4 separate regions of the Sus scrofa genome follow, and regions 1, 2 and 3 are each linked to region 4. The links are chromatin contacts, called in public HiChIP or PLAC-seq maps. All regions are on one chromosome and are shown on one strand. Each heading gives the region's core, a stretch centred on a gene start, on an enhancer-like site or on the middle of the called end of the contact. The rest is flanking DNA. Distances are from core to core; before and after follow the strand shown. Region 1 holds the start of LOC102167427. Region 2 holds the start of NPM3 (nucleoplasmin-3). Region 3 holds the start of TRIM8 (probable E3 ubiquitin-protein ligase TRIM8). Region 4 holds the start of LDB1 (LIM domain binding 1).

The links. HiChIP or PLAC-seq counts read pairs in DNA pulled down with a chosen protein or histone mark.
Region 1: an H3K27ac HiChIP or PLAC-seq map of alveolar macrophages shows a contact between it and region 4. The contact joins the promoter of LOC102167427 here to the promoter of LDB1 in region 4. A contact is called at or near these places in 2 of 5 promoter capture datasets (fetal liver and fetal skeletal muscle) and 1 of 2 datasets of contacts at active chromatin or transcription factors (alveolar macrophages).
Region 2: a contact with region 4 is called in an H3K27ac HiChIP or PLAC-seq map of alveolar macrophages. The contact joins the promoter of NPM3 here to the promoter of LDB1 in region 4. A contact is called at or near these places in 1 of 5 promoter capture datasets (fetal liver) and 1 of 2 datasets of contacts at active chromatin or transcription factors (alveolar macrophages).
Region 3: a contact with region 4 is called in an H3K27ac HiChIP or PLAC-seq map of alveolar macrophages. The contact joins the promoter of TRIM8 here to the promoter of LDB1 in region 4. A contact is called at or near these places in 1 of 5 promoter capture datasets (liver) and 1 of 2 datasets of contacts at active chromatin or transcription factors (alveolar macrophages).

Annotation. Positions count from the first base shown.
Region 1 is chr14:113,462,585-113,465,284 of Sscrofa11.1, reverse strand. LOC102167427 reads left to right here and starts at 1,375. Exons shown (of 3, transcript XM_021072752.1): 1 at 1,375-1,640. All of the region lies in intron 1 of MFSD13A (transmembrane protein 180), which reads right to left.
Region 2 is chr14:112,820,832-112,823,531 of Sscrofa11.1, reverse strand. NPM3 (nucleoplasmin-3) reads left to right here and starts at 1,288. Exons shown (of 6, transcript XM_003359343.4): 1 at 1,288-2,316; 2 at 2,577-2,662. The coding sequence starts at 2,199. MGEA5 (protein O-GlcNAcase) reads left to right here. Exons shown (of 16, transcript XM_003483548.4): 16 at 1-1,038.
Region 3 is chr14:113,636,068-113,638,767 of Sscrofa11.1, reverse strand. TRIM8 (probable E3 ubiquitin-protein ligase TRIM8) reads right to left here and starts at 1,331. Exons shown (of 6, transcript XM_001928904.7): 1 at 1-1,331. The coding sequence starts at 292.
Region 4 is chr14:113,125,114-113,127,813 of Sscrofa11.1, reverse strand. It overlaps LDB1 (LIM domain binding 1), which reads left to right and starts at 1,359. Exons shown (of 11, transcript NM_001078685.1): 1 at 1,359-1,384.

The sequences.
Region 1 (2,700 bases), core at 126-2,625, 340 kb before region 4:
CCCAATCTTCCACCTTCCATGCAGTGACTAATGGGCCCATCTTCCTTCTCAGGCTGGAAATGAACTTTCACCCTGTTGGGGGAGGGATCTTCTCCCTTTCCCTCCCCCCTTGCAGGTTACAGGGTAAGCAACTTCACCCCAGGACCACCTACCCCTCACAGAGATAGGTAGCCACAGAGGAGTCTGGGATGAACCCAGGAGCTCTTTATTCAGCAGCTAGTGCTGAACCTTTCGGTGGTGGTTGGCCAGCCCGCCTGCATATTAAAATCACCTGAGGAGCTGCTCAATAACACCAAGGCCCAAGCCCCACCCAGGCAATTAAATCGGGATTTCTAGGGATGTGGCCCAGCATCTGTGTTCTTTCAAAGCTCCCCAATTGGTTCTACCATGCTACTAGGGTTAAAAGCCATTATGGGAGTTCCCGTTGTGGCACAGTGGTTAATGAATCCGACTAGGAACCATGAGGTTGCGGGTTCGATCCCTGGCCTTGCTTAGTGGGTTAAGGTTCCAGCGTTGCTGTGAGCTGTGGTGTAGGTCACAGACGCGGCTCGGATCCCACGTTGCTGTGGCTGTGGTGTAGGCCGGTGGCTACGGCTCCGATTCGACCCCTAGCCTGGGAATCTCCATATGCTGCGGAAGCGGACCTAGAAAAGGCAAAAAAGACAAAATAAAATAAAATAAAATAAATAAATAAAAGCCATTATGTTAATGAAATGAACCACAGCCTGACGGGTTAATGAAATGGGTCCCTGATGCCTGATGCATCTTGCGACCTCAGACCCCAGGGAGCCTCTCTGCAAGGATTCCATCCTCATCCCTCAAACCCAAGCTTCTCCCACTCTGACCCAAACACTCTCCCAACCCAAACCTGATCACTCCAGGGACGCCCAGGGATCACTCCAGACAGCCCCCAGGACACCCAGAGCAGAGAGCATTCCGGTTCCCCTCGGGTTTGTCCTTTGTGTCTAACTGGCCCCCCGGTCCGGCCCGCTCCTGCCCCCGAACCCGGCCGCCAGCCAGCCCCTCACCGCAATTGTGGCAAGCGAAGCCTAATTCCGCGGCTGCCGCGAGCCAGGTGCCATCCAGTGCGCCTGCGCGCACGCCTCCGGGAGCTTCTCCAGCCTCTCCCTCCGCCCCTGCCCAGCGATTGGCTCTGAGCTGCTCCCGAAACCCTCTCTTCGGCAGGTGCCCGCGCCGAGGCTGTCGCCGCCATGCTTGTTATGGGCGCCTTGCCCTCTGGGACCGAAAAGGATGTGGGAGCTAAGGAGAAAGGAGCAGGTTGCCAGAATTCCTGACCAGCTCACCCTCTCTCTCTCCCCTCCACGAAGGCTTAATGTCATTTCAGTTCCAATCAACAAGGTTTTTTTTCTGAGAGCTCCCCGCACCTCTTCCCCCGTCTTTCCTTACTAGTAATTCAGAGACTGAAAAGAGCCCAGCACCTTCCTTCAAGCCTTATGGTCTGACCGGATGCACGGCTGAGACAGATAAGGAGATGGCAGTGGCAAGACCTGGGACTCCCTGATGCTGGATTGTGAGCCTCTCAAGCGTGACAGGCCCAGCTTGAGCTGTGGGCAGCAGGGCTCAAGCCACAGCCTCCTGAGAGAGCAACCAAGCAGCCTAACCTCCGCGTGTTATTAATGGTAATACTGAAACATAAGGCTACTGAGCTTTTTTTTTTTTTTTTTTTTTTTGTCTTTTTGCCTTTCCTAGGGCCGCTCCCGCAGCATATGGAGGTTCCCAGGCTAGGGGTCCGACCAGAGCTATAGCCACCTGCCTACACCGCAGCCACAGCAACACTGGATCCGAGCCTCATCTGCGACCTATGCCACAGCTCACGGCAACGCTGGATCTTTAACCCACTGAGCAAGGCCAGGGATCAAACAACCTCATGGTTCCTAGTTGGATTCGTTAACCACTGCGCCATGACAGGAACTCCAAGGCTACTGAGATCTTATGTGCCCTGCACCCTGCGTTCATGAAAGCACCCTGCATTCATTATCTTGGTGAGTCTCCACTTCATCATTCCTGGGAGGTAGGTGCTATTATCCCCATTTTACAGATGAGGAAATTGAGATTGGGAAAGATTCAACAACTTTCACACAGCAATCAAGACCCCCCCCCAAAAAAAAGAGGCCCAGACAAGTTAGCACCCAGATTTCCTGACTCTCAGAACAGGAGTCTTTCCTCTTCCTACCCCTGCCCAGGCTCCCAAAGTCAAAACTTGTTTTTTGGCTCAGTCTAGTCTGGTGGGGATGCTCCATGTCTTCTCCCAAAGGGCCTGTAAGCCTCCTCAGATTTCGAGGCAAACAGCACACACTCCAGACCTGTCTGCTGTTTCCGTACCCTGGGATATGGGGCGGTGAGCATGGCCTTTGGCTGCTGAGGAACCTGGCACTCAGTTCCCTAGCTCCACCAATTCTTTGTAAGGGGACCCTCTTTTGTGAGCCTCTGTTTTACTTCTTAGAGGGGTTTTGTGGGCATTAAATGAGAAATAGGTGTGTAAGAGTTTTGTCAACAGGAATATTCTCTTTCTCCTTCCTGATAGCCTGGCAAAGGGCCCACCCACAGCAAATAGTCCAATACAAGAGCCCAGGTGACCAGGCACTAAAGTCTGTTTAACCAGTTCCTAGGGAGCCCCAAGGGCCCCATGAACCTTGCCCCCAGCGTCCATCTCCCACCAGTCTGTCTCATTTTCCTCCT
Region 2 (2,700 bases), core at 39-2,538, 300 kb after region 4:
GGACTAATTGATCCCATTTGCCCTCGGATCAGTTGTCCTTTAATTTCAAGACTATTCCTACTGGTTTTATTAAATCAGTCTTTAGTTTTTGCATGTTTGTATCTAATTTTTAAAAGAATGAGCACACTTTAACCAATGACTTATGGTTACCTTTTGTCTTTCCTTTAAACGGGTTCTGAAAGCTTCAAGTATTCTAATTTAGATTTGGTGTTTTTAAGGGTTCTGAGCATGAGGCTAGCAGGTAATCTCTGCAGGATTTTTTTTTTTTTTTTTATGATGGCTGGCTGGCTTCTCCATTGGTTCATAACTATTTTGTTACATTGCTTTCCTGCAGTTTTGTATCAGCTGTTTTAACTTTGAGCTGAGAGGGGAAGGTCAAGGGGGAAGGAAACTTAAAACATTTTCCTTCATAGGTTCCCATCAGTATGGACTTTGGAAAGAGAGTTTTTAAAAAGCATTGTATTTAGTGCTGCCTAGTAACTTTCAACCAAAGCCTGTGAGTGCACTGAGTGGGTGAGATGAAGGAAGGAGGCCTCTTCATATACAGGGTTAGAAAACCTTCAACTGATAGGAGGATATAGGTATGCTATGTTGGACAACTGGAACCAAGTTTGTAGTTTTCAGGGCTGGGATGAAGGGAAGATATCTACAAGATACTGTTTTAAATGGCTTAATGTCATTTGATTTTCTCTTTAAGTACATTTTGTACACTAGTGGACAATTCTAGCATTTTATCTGGAGGGTTCCACAGTCATCCTATGGAATCAGGATTTTTCGCAAGTTTGCTTGTGGCTTTATCTTGGCTTTTAATAATCAGTTTGGCTGGTCTTCTGGTCACAGAGCTAATAACTATGAAACAGATGTCCAGGCCTCTAGGATTGTAAAGTGCTATGTTATCTTCTACGGTTATGAATATTTATTAAGGTTGGGATGACATTTCATTGATTGTTTAGATCACAGCTCAGTTTCTGTAGAAAACAAACTGTAAAACTATCTGAAGACCATGCAAGAGGCAAAATAAAACTTGAAGTGAATGTGTGTGATGGTGTCCTATGTAAACCTCCTTCCTGTTTTTGCCTCCTACCTTTTCTCCTGCCCTTGCATTCCTCACCTGCAAGCATGTATTCCTCTACATAGCTGTTCCAAGTTAAGAATTAGATCCTTCCTTTTCTTGTTTTTTTTTTGTTGTTTTTTGCTTTTTAGTGTCTCAGCCTCTCGACATATGGAAGTTCCCAGGCTAGGGATCAAATGCGAGCTATGGCTACCAGCCTAGGCCACAGCCACAGCAATGTGGGATCCGAGCCACGTCTGCAACCTACAACAGCTCAGGGCAACCCACTGAGTAAGGGCAAGGATTGAATCAGTCCAGATTTTCCTCAAGGCAAGGTAAAAGGAAAGTGGCCTACTACTTGGCCAAGCCACCTTCTTGCCAAAATTATAACCTGGGTGCGAATCAACACAGCTAGTTTGAGTTCTTGCCACCAAGCAGAGTAAGGAACACAAGTGCCTGATTGTTTGGTCAAAAGGTGAAAGCTGGAGGCAGAGCCCAAATTATGAGACAGGAGTCCAAGGCAGAAAGATGTTCTGGGACTAGCATGCCTTTGCCAGTCCCACGCTTGAGCTGCTAGCAAGCACCAGCAGGCAGCCAGCATTTGAAGTTCAGTGAAGACAGGCAATCACTATCAGATTGCCTTGCTTCTGGATAGTGAACTGCAAAATCAATTAGAGCAGGAACCATATCCAGGAGTGGATGGAGTGGCTTGAATAACACTAGGTCTTCTGTCAGGCTCCTCAGTTCCTTTGGAGGAAAGGCAAATCTGAGCACATTTGCTATTATAAGGAAAAGGCTGCACTATATCTCGCCTTTCCTAGGGGAACTGGAAAAATTTACATTTTACATACACCAACGAAAGCTCACCTTGGGTTGGGTTGTGGAACTAGAGAAAATGGAGGCAGGAGCCGCTCCCTGAGAGTCTTGGACGTGGAAGTGAGCAAGGACGTTAACACGAATCCCAAGTGCATGTTTTGCGATGTTACCATCTCCGTGCGGTCTCAATCAACAGGTCTGAGGCTCCTGAGCCAAACTGGGCAATGGCCCCCTGCCCAGAGTGCTTCTCCTTTAATAGGTGGGGCCGGAGCCGCCGCGAGGCTCGGGCTTTGTACGTGTCGGAGGCGGAGCCTCAGCCGGCACTAGCAGCATGGCCACCGGCGCCGCTGCTGCCTTGGGTTTCTTGAATCAGGAGAGCCGCTGCCGGGCCGGGGGTGCCGGCAGTCTGCGAGTCCCTACCCCGGTCACTATGGACAGTTTTTTCTTCGGTATTCAGAAAAGGAGGGGCTGGGGGTGTTACTGGGTCACAGGCAGGGCTGGGGAACAGAAATGCAGATGCGTGCGCGACGTGGGTGGGGACTCAGGGGGCCTCGCACGCGGCCGCTGGAGCGGAAGGGGAGGCCAGGCCCCTGTCCTCTTCGTGCAAGGGGGGGCTCCACGTGGACCTGAGAAGTGGGCCTGTGAATAGGTCAGTCCTGGGCTGCACGTGAGCCGCCGCCACATGCTCACTGTGCTATATCTCTTCCAGGCTGCGAGCTCTCCGGCCACAGTCGCTCTTTCACCTTCAAGGTAGAGGAAGAGGATGATGCAGATCACGTGCTGGCTTTGACCATGGTAAGGGGCGGGGAAGGCGTGGTGGTGAATAGGACCCG
Region 3 (2,700 bases), core at 82-2,581, 510 kb before region 4:
CGCGGCGGCAGAACACGCAGTGCAGCGCCGCGGGCGGCTTCTCCACGTGCAGGGCGTTGAACTTCTCCACGATGTTAGTGAGCTTCAGGTTCTTCTCCAGGCCGGGCTTCTGGTTGTAAGCCTGGTTGCACTCGGGGCAGCGCACCAGGCCGCTGTCCTTGGCCCACGCCTCGCCAATGCAGCCCCGACAGAAGTTGTGTTTGCACGGCAATTGCACCGGCTCCACGAAGACATGCAGGCAGATGGGGCAAATGAGCTCCTCCTCGAAGCAGTTCTTCCAATTCTCCGCCATGGCGGCTGCGGGCAGCTCTCCCCAACTACCCAACCCTGGAGGTCCTTCCAGTGCAGCTCTAGGCCCACCGAGCCCCGAGCTCCAGCCCCAGGCGGCCCCGACAGTCGCTCAGTCACCAGCGCCTTCCGCGCGCCCGCCCCCCAGAGGAAGGAGCCTCGGTCCTCAAGCCGCGCGCGCAGCCGGCTGCGTCTCCTCCTCCTCCCGAGCGCCTAGCGGGAGGCAGCGGACTGCGCCAGGGCCGCGGCCGGGGCACCAGCCCTGGAGGGGAGCGCCGGGGTCCAAATTCCATATAAGAGGCCGCCTCCGGGTCGGTACGGCTAGGGCAGCGGCGGCCCGCGGCCTGCGCTCGGCCCCACGGCTGACATTGGGGCGCGCCCCAAGGCGGACAGAGCCCGGGAGCCGCACACTTTCTCCAGCGACGGGGGCGGCGGCGGCAATGGTGGCTCCCTCCTGGCTCGCCGGCGCCGCGCCTCCCTCGCCTCGACCGGGGTCCGAGAGGCCGGGGAAGCGAGTGCGGCCGCGCGGAGAACTGCTAGATCCGGACTGGGCGGGCAAAGCGAGCGGGTCCCCGGGTCGCAGCGCGGGCGCCCCTGGGCCGGCCGTCCGTCTGCGGGTGCAGGCTGCGGGGCGCAGGCGGGCCGACTCCGGGGCGCTGCGTGCGCGCAGGGGCAGTCATTCAGATGAAATTCCAGTCCCCGGCCAGAGACACCAGCCCGCCTCTGCCTTCCTCCTCCCTTCACAAATAGAAACGGAAGGGGGAGGGAGAGAAGTGGAAAAAAAAAAAAAAAAAAAAAAAAAGCCAACCAGAAAGGGAGGGAGGAGAAGCCCCGGCTGTGCTCCGGACTGACCCCCTCGTCGCTACTTCTGCGCTCCCCCGAGGCCCGGCGCCGGGCGCCCCCGCCGCGGAGAGACCCCGCTCTCGGTCTCCGCGCTGGGCGGGCGCCCCGGCTCTGCCGAGGAAAACAAGGATTGATCAAACTAGAAAGGAATTTTTCTCAACTGCTAATGAACAGGAGGCTCAGCTCCCGGCCCTCCCCTCCCCCCCGCCCGGCCCTCCCCCTTCGCCACCTCGGCCCCCCTCCCCCCACTTTCTTTTCTTCTCGGCCTCTGCTCCGGCCTGGAAGGCTCCGGGCTGCGGTCGGAGCCAGCCTGCTGCGGCGGGGCCGGGCCGAGCCAGCCGGGCCGGGCTACCTCCCTCAGCGCCCAGCCATCTTGGGCTCCCGGCGGCCGCCGCGGTGGCGGCCAGAGGTCCGAGCGCGCTTGCTGGAGGGTCCTGCAGCGTTCTTTCTATCTCTCGCTCTCTTTTTTTCGGTGGGATTTTTTTTTTTTTTTTTAAGCGGAGGGGCTGGCAGCTCCCTCAAATTAGGAGAGAGGGGAGAAAATGCCAAGTCCCGATTTCTCTCCACCTCTGCTCCACCCACCCCGGTTCTTTCCAAAAAATATAAAAAGATTAGAATTGGAAGAAGTCGGCAGAAAGGCAAGCGCCCGCGGCCCCCAGCTGCTGCCCAGGCGACGCGTCCGGGGCGGGCCCGCGCCGGTCGCTCCGTCGGTGGGTCGTTTGTCCTCCCGCTGCTTCTCAGCTGGGGGCAGGGCACTCCGGGCAGGGTCTCCGCAGCGGCTGTCGACTCAGAGCTTTATCCTCAGATCAAAAAAAAAAAAAAAAAAAAAAAAAAAGGGAAAAAAAACCCCAACATTCTCATCACAGCCACCTTCAGCCATCTTGCGCGTATTATTATTATTTCAGGACTAATCTGTTTAATAAAAATAGCTGCGTCTCTAGCCCCTTCCCCCGCATCCTGGGCTCCCTGCCCCCTTTTAATAATAATCTCGATAATAAAAATGATCTGCGGGCCAGGCAGTCCACAGCTGCCTTTTCCTGCCTCGGCTCGCTCGGGCTTGGGCTCTCCTTCTCCCAGGAAGGGGACGGGGGGGGTGGGGTTCGCCGCTGGGGCTGGGGAGGGGGGAGCTGTGCGTCCCTGCTGCCCGCCAGTCGGCCCTCTCCGCCTTAGACGCGAGGGAAGGGCGCCCTCGCCGCTATCTCGCTGTTGCGAGGAGGGCAAGCGGGGGAGGGGCCCCGACTCGCTGGACTGGCTGGAGGGGTGCACAGAGGTCCCCGATCTTCCCTCCACGGCCCAGCCTCGGAGCATGAGCCCGGAGATGGGGAGGATACAATGGGCTCGCAGCAAAGTGCTGCTGGCAGGGTGGGGACGCGAGCGGGCAGGGGGTTACGGTGAGCCGGACTCCCGAGCTAGGGCGGAAAGAGGAGGGTGGTGTCCCTACATCAAGGCCGGTCCCGCTACTCTGCAAGGGGGGGACGGGGTGGGGGAGGGCTGGGAGGGGAGCCGAGGAGAAAGCAGCAACGCAACGCCGGCGCCTGTAATCAGCACCCGCTGGTTCTGCCCACCCGG
Region 4 (2,700 bases), core at 110-2,609:
ACAGGAGTGTCCCTTACGTTGACCAACCACATCATCCTCCCTTCCACCGCCCCCCCCCAAGGCCCCAGACCCCAGGCGTAAGGGGCACTGGAGGGGTATATTTCCTGTTCTCCCCAGTCTTCGAGGCCCTCAAGGAAAGCAGCTTCCAGAGGAGGGGGGAGGCCGGGAGAGGGAGGCCAAGACTGGATGGAAAAAGGGGGAGGGAGGAGAGCGTCTTGACTGATGAGTCAGAGTCTGCTCGGAGGAAGGATGGCCTGCGGAGTCCCCCCTCCCCAGCCCAACCTGGCGGTCATTCTGCTCCCCCCAACCCCCCGCCGCCTGCAAAACGCATTTCTCAGGCTCTTAGGCGGGATCTCGCCTAATTAACCCTTTTAGCTGCAGTCCCAACTGGTTTAGCAGGCAAGGGAGGGGCAGTTAATTTAGAGGGGAGATGCGCCAAGGGTGGCTACAAGAATTAAGGTAGCGCTGCTTTCCCCACCCAGGTAGGGACAGGGGCGTAGAACCAGGGGCCTCCAGAATAAGTATTCGGCTTTCAGCAGAGAGCAGGGGCTGGGGGTCGGCAGTCCGGTTTCCCTCCCTGAGCGCGGCCGGGGGTGGAGAGAGAGCTACACCTCACAGCTCACCCTGGCTCCGCCTTCCCTAGCCCCGGCTCCCGCTCCGGCTCCTCCACGCTCCCAACTCGGCGGCGGCCGGAGGACAGACACACTGCGTGAGGCTTCGCCTCCTTTCCTCCCCCCTCGCCCGCCCTCTCCGCCTCGGGGTCGCTGCCTCGGTCTCCTTTTATAAAAGCTGCGTCACATGCATGCCGAGCCCAGAACGCTGCCGGCCTCTCGCCGCCCGCCCGCCGCGCGGCGCACGCACGTCGCCGCTTGCAGCGCGCCCGCCTGGGTCACTTTGACATGGCTCTCCCCTCCCACTAGCAGGCAATTAGCATATTAATAAAGCCCGGCCCAGCCCAACGGGGGCTGGAGAGCGGGCGCCTACGAGAGCTAGAGGGAGAACGAGAGGGAGCGCGAGAGCGAGAGGGGGGCGAGCGGCGGCGGCGGCAGGAAGGGCGGCGGGAGCGCACAGACACGCACACGCACACGCGCACACACGGACACACACTCCGGGGACGCACACCCGCGCGCACACACGCAGAGGCAGTTCGCCTTCCTGCCTGATTTCCTTCCTGTCTGCTCTGTGCCTGACAGGCCCCTAGCTGCAGCCAGGGGACGCCCGCACCGGGCCGAGGCCGGGCCGGGCCGGCCGCGAGGGCAGCGAGGGCCGCGGGCGGCGGCGGCGGCTCATGCCCGGCCTGTCCCTGTGCGGGGCGGGCACCGTGACTCGGCTGGGCCCCCAGCGGCGGGCGATGTGAAGATGTCAGTGGGCTGTGCCTGTCCTGGTGAGTGGGGCGCGCGGCCGCCCGGCCCCTCCCTCCCGAACCTTCCCAGCCGATCCCTCACCCCTTGTTTGGCGAGAACTTGTGGGGGGGGGGGCGTCGATGGCATGGCGGTGGCCGGGGGCTGTGTGGGGTGTGTGGGGCCTCGGTGAGGGGAGGGTTTTCCTCAACTGTGTAAATGCGCAGCAGCCCAGAGGCACGGGGAAGAGGTGCTGGGGATAGGTTGTGTGTGTTTTTTTGGGGGGAGGCTAATTGGGGATGGGTTTGGGGGGCTGAAATTCCCAGAATTCCAGGGTGTTAGCCAATCAGAAGTGAGTCTGGACTTTTGACCCCCCCCTCAGGTCATCATAGAGTTGTGATTGGCTGGTTTGGGTTGCCCCCACCTTCCTTGCTGCCTATTCCCTCTTACACATTCTGTGACACCTCCCTCCAGGCTGTTTCTGAACTCCGTGTTTGGGAGGAGGGATTGATTGGGGGCCATCTTGCCCCCCTCCAAATTATCCTGCCTGTTGCTAGGGAAGGTTGGCCCTCCTCGGGGATAGGAGGTTGGGGGGGGTGGGGCAGATAATTGGGCCCTCGGGTCTGGCATCTCCGCCCTAGTGGGAGGGGGGATGTGGCCGCCCCAGGCAGGCTGGGAAATAGAGTGACTTGTCAGAGTTGAGGGGAGCAATGCTTGACCCCAGAGAGAGGGCTTAGTTAGGTTAGGATCCCTGCCTCCTCAAAAACACATCAGTTCTTGCCAGTAGTAGCCTGGGTCTGAGTTCTTTCCTGGGGAGGAAGAAGGCTCTAGCAGGAGCCTCTGCCAGGAGGAAAGAGAGGGGCCATGTGACAGGAGAGGTAGTCTTCAGAGGGCCTCAGAGCATGGTTTATACCCATCTCCAGGACTCTTGGTTCTTGAATTATCAGCAGAACCTCCTCCTGTCCTGTCCCAGGCAGGAATTGGCTTTCTTTTGAAAGTCAGGTGTTCCTGGTTTGGATCCTTGCCCCTCCACATGCCCTGTTCTCTGGGAGGCCCATACCCCACAACTGGACACCCCCTGCCAAACACACAATCCCCAAGGGAAGCTGCCAGCCTGAAAGCTTCCTTGAAAATCATGTGACCCAGGCCAAGCTGGGCTGGGCTGGGCACACACTTAAAGTGCCTGCTGAGGCTGACATTTAAGGGGCATGGGGCCCAGAGGGAGGGCTAGTAGAGCCTGAGGATCCTGGAATATCCGGGTGTGGGAACCCCTGGCTCCTGCTGCAGAGGGTGGGGGAGAGGAGGAGAGAGAAGAGCCTGCCAAGCTGGAATCCTGCCTGGCCCCATCATTCCTCCTCCT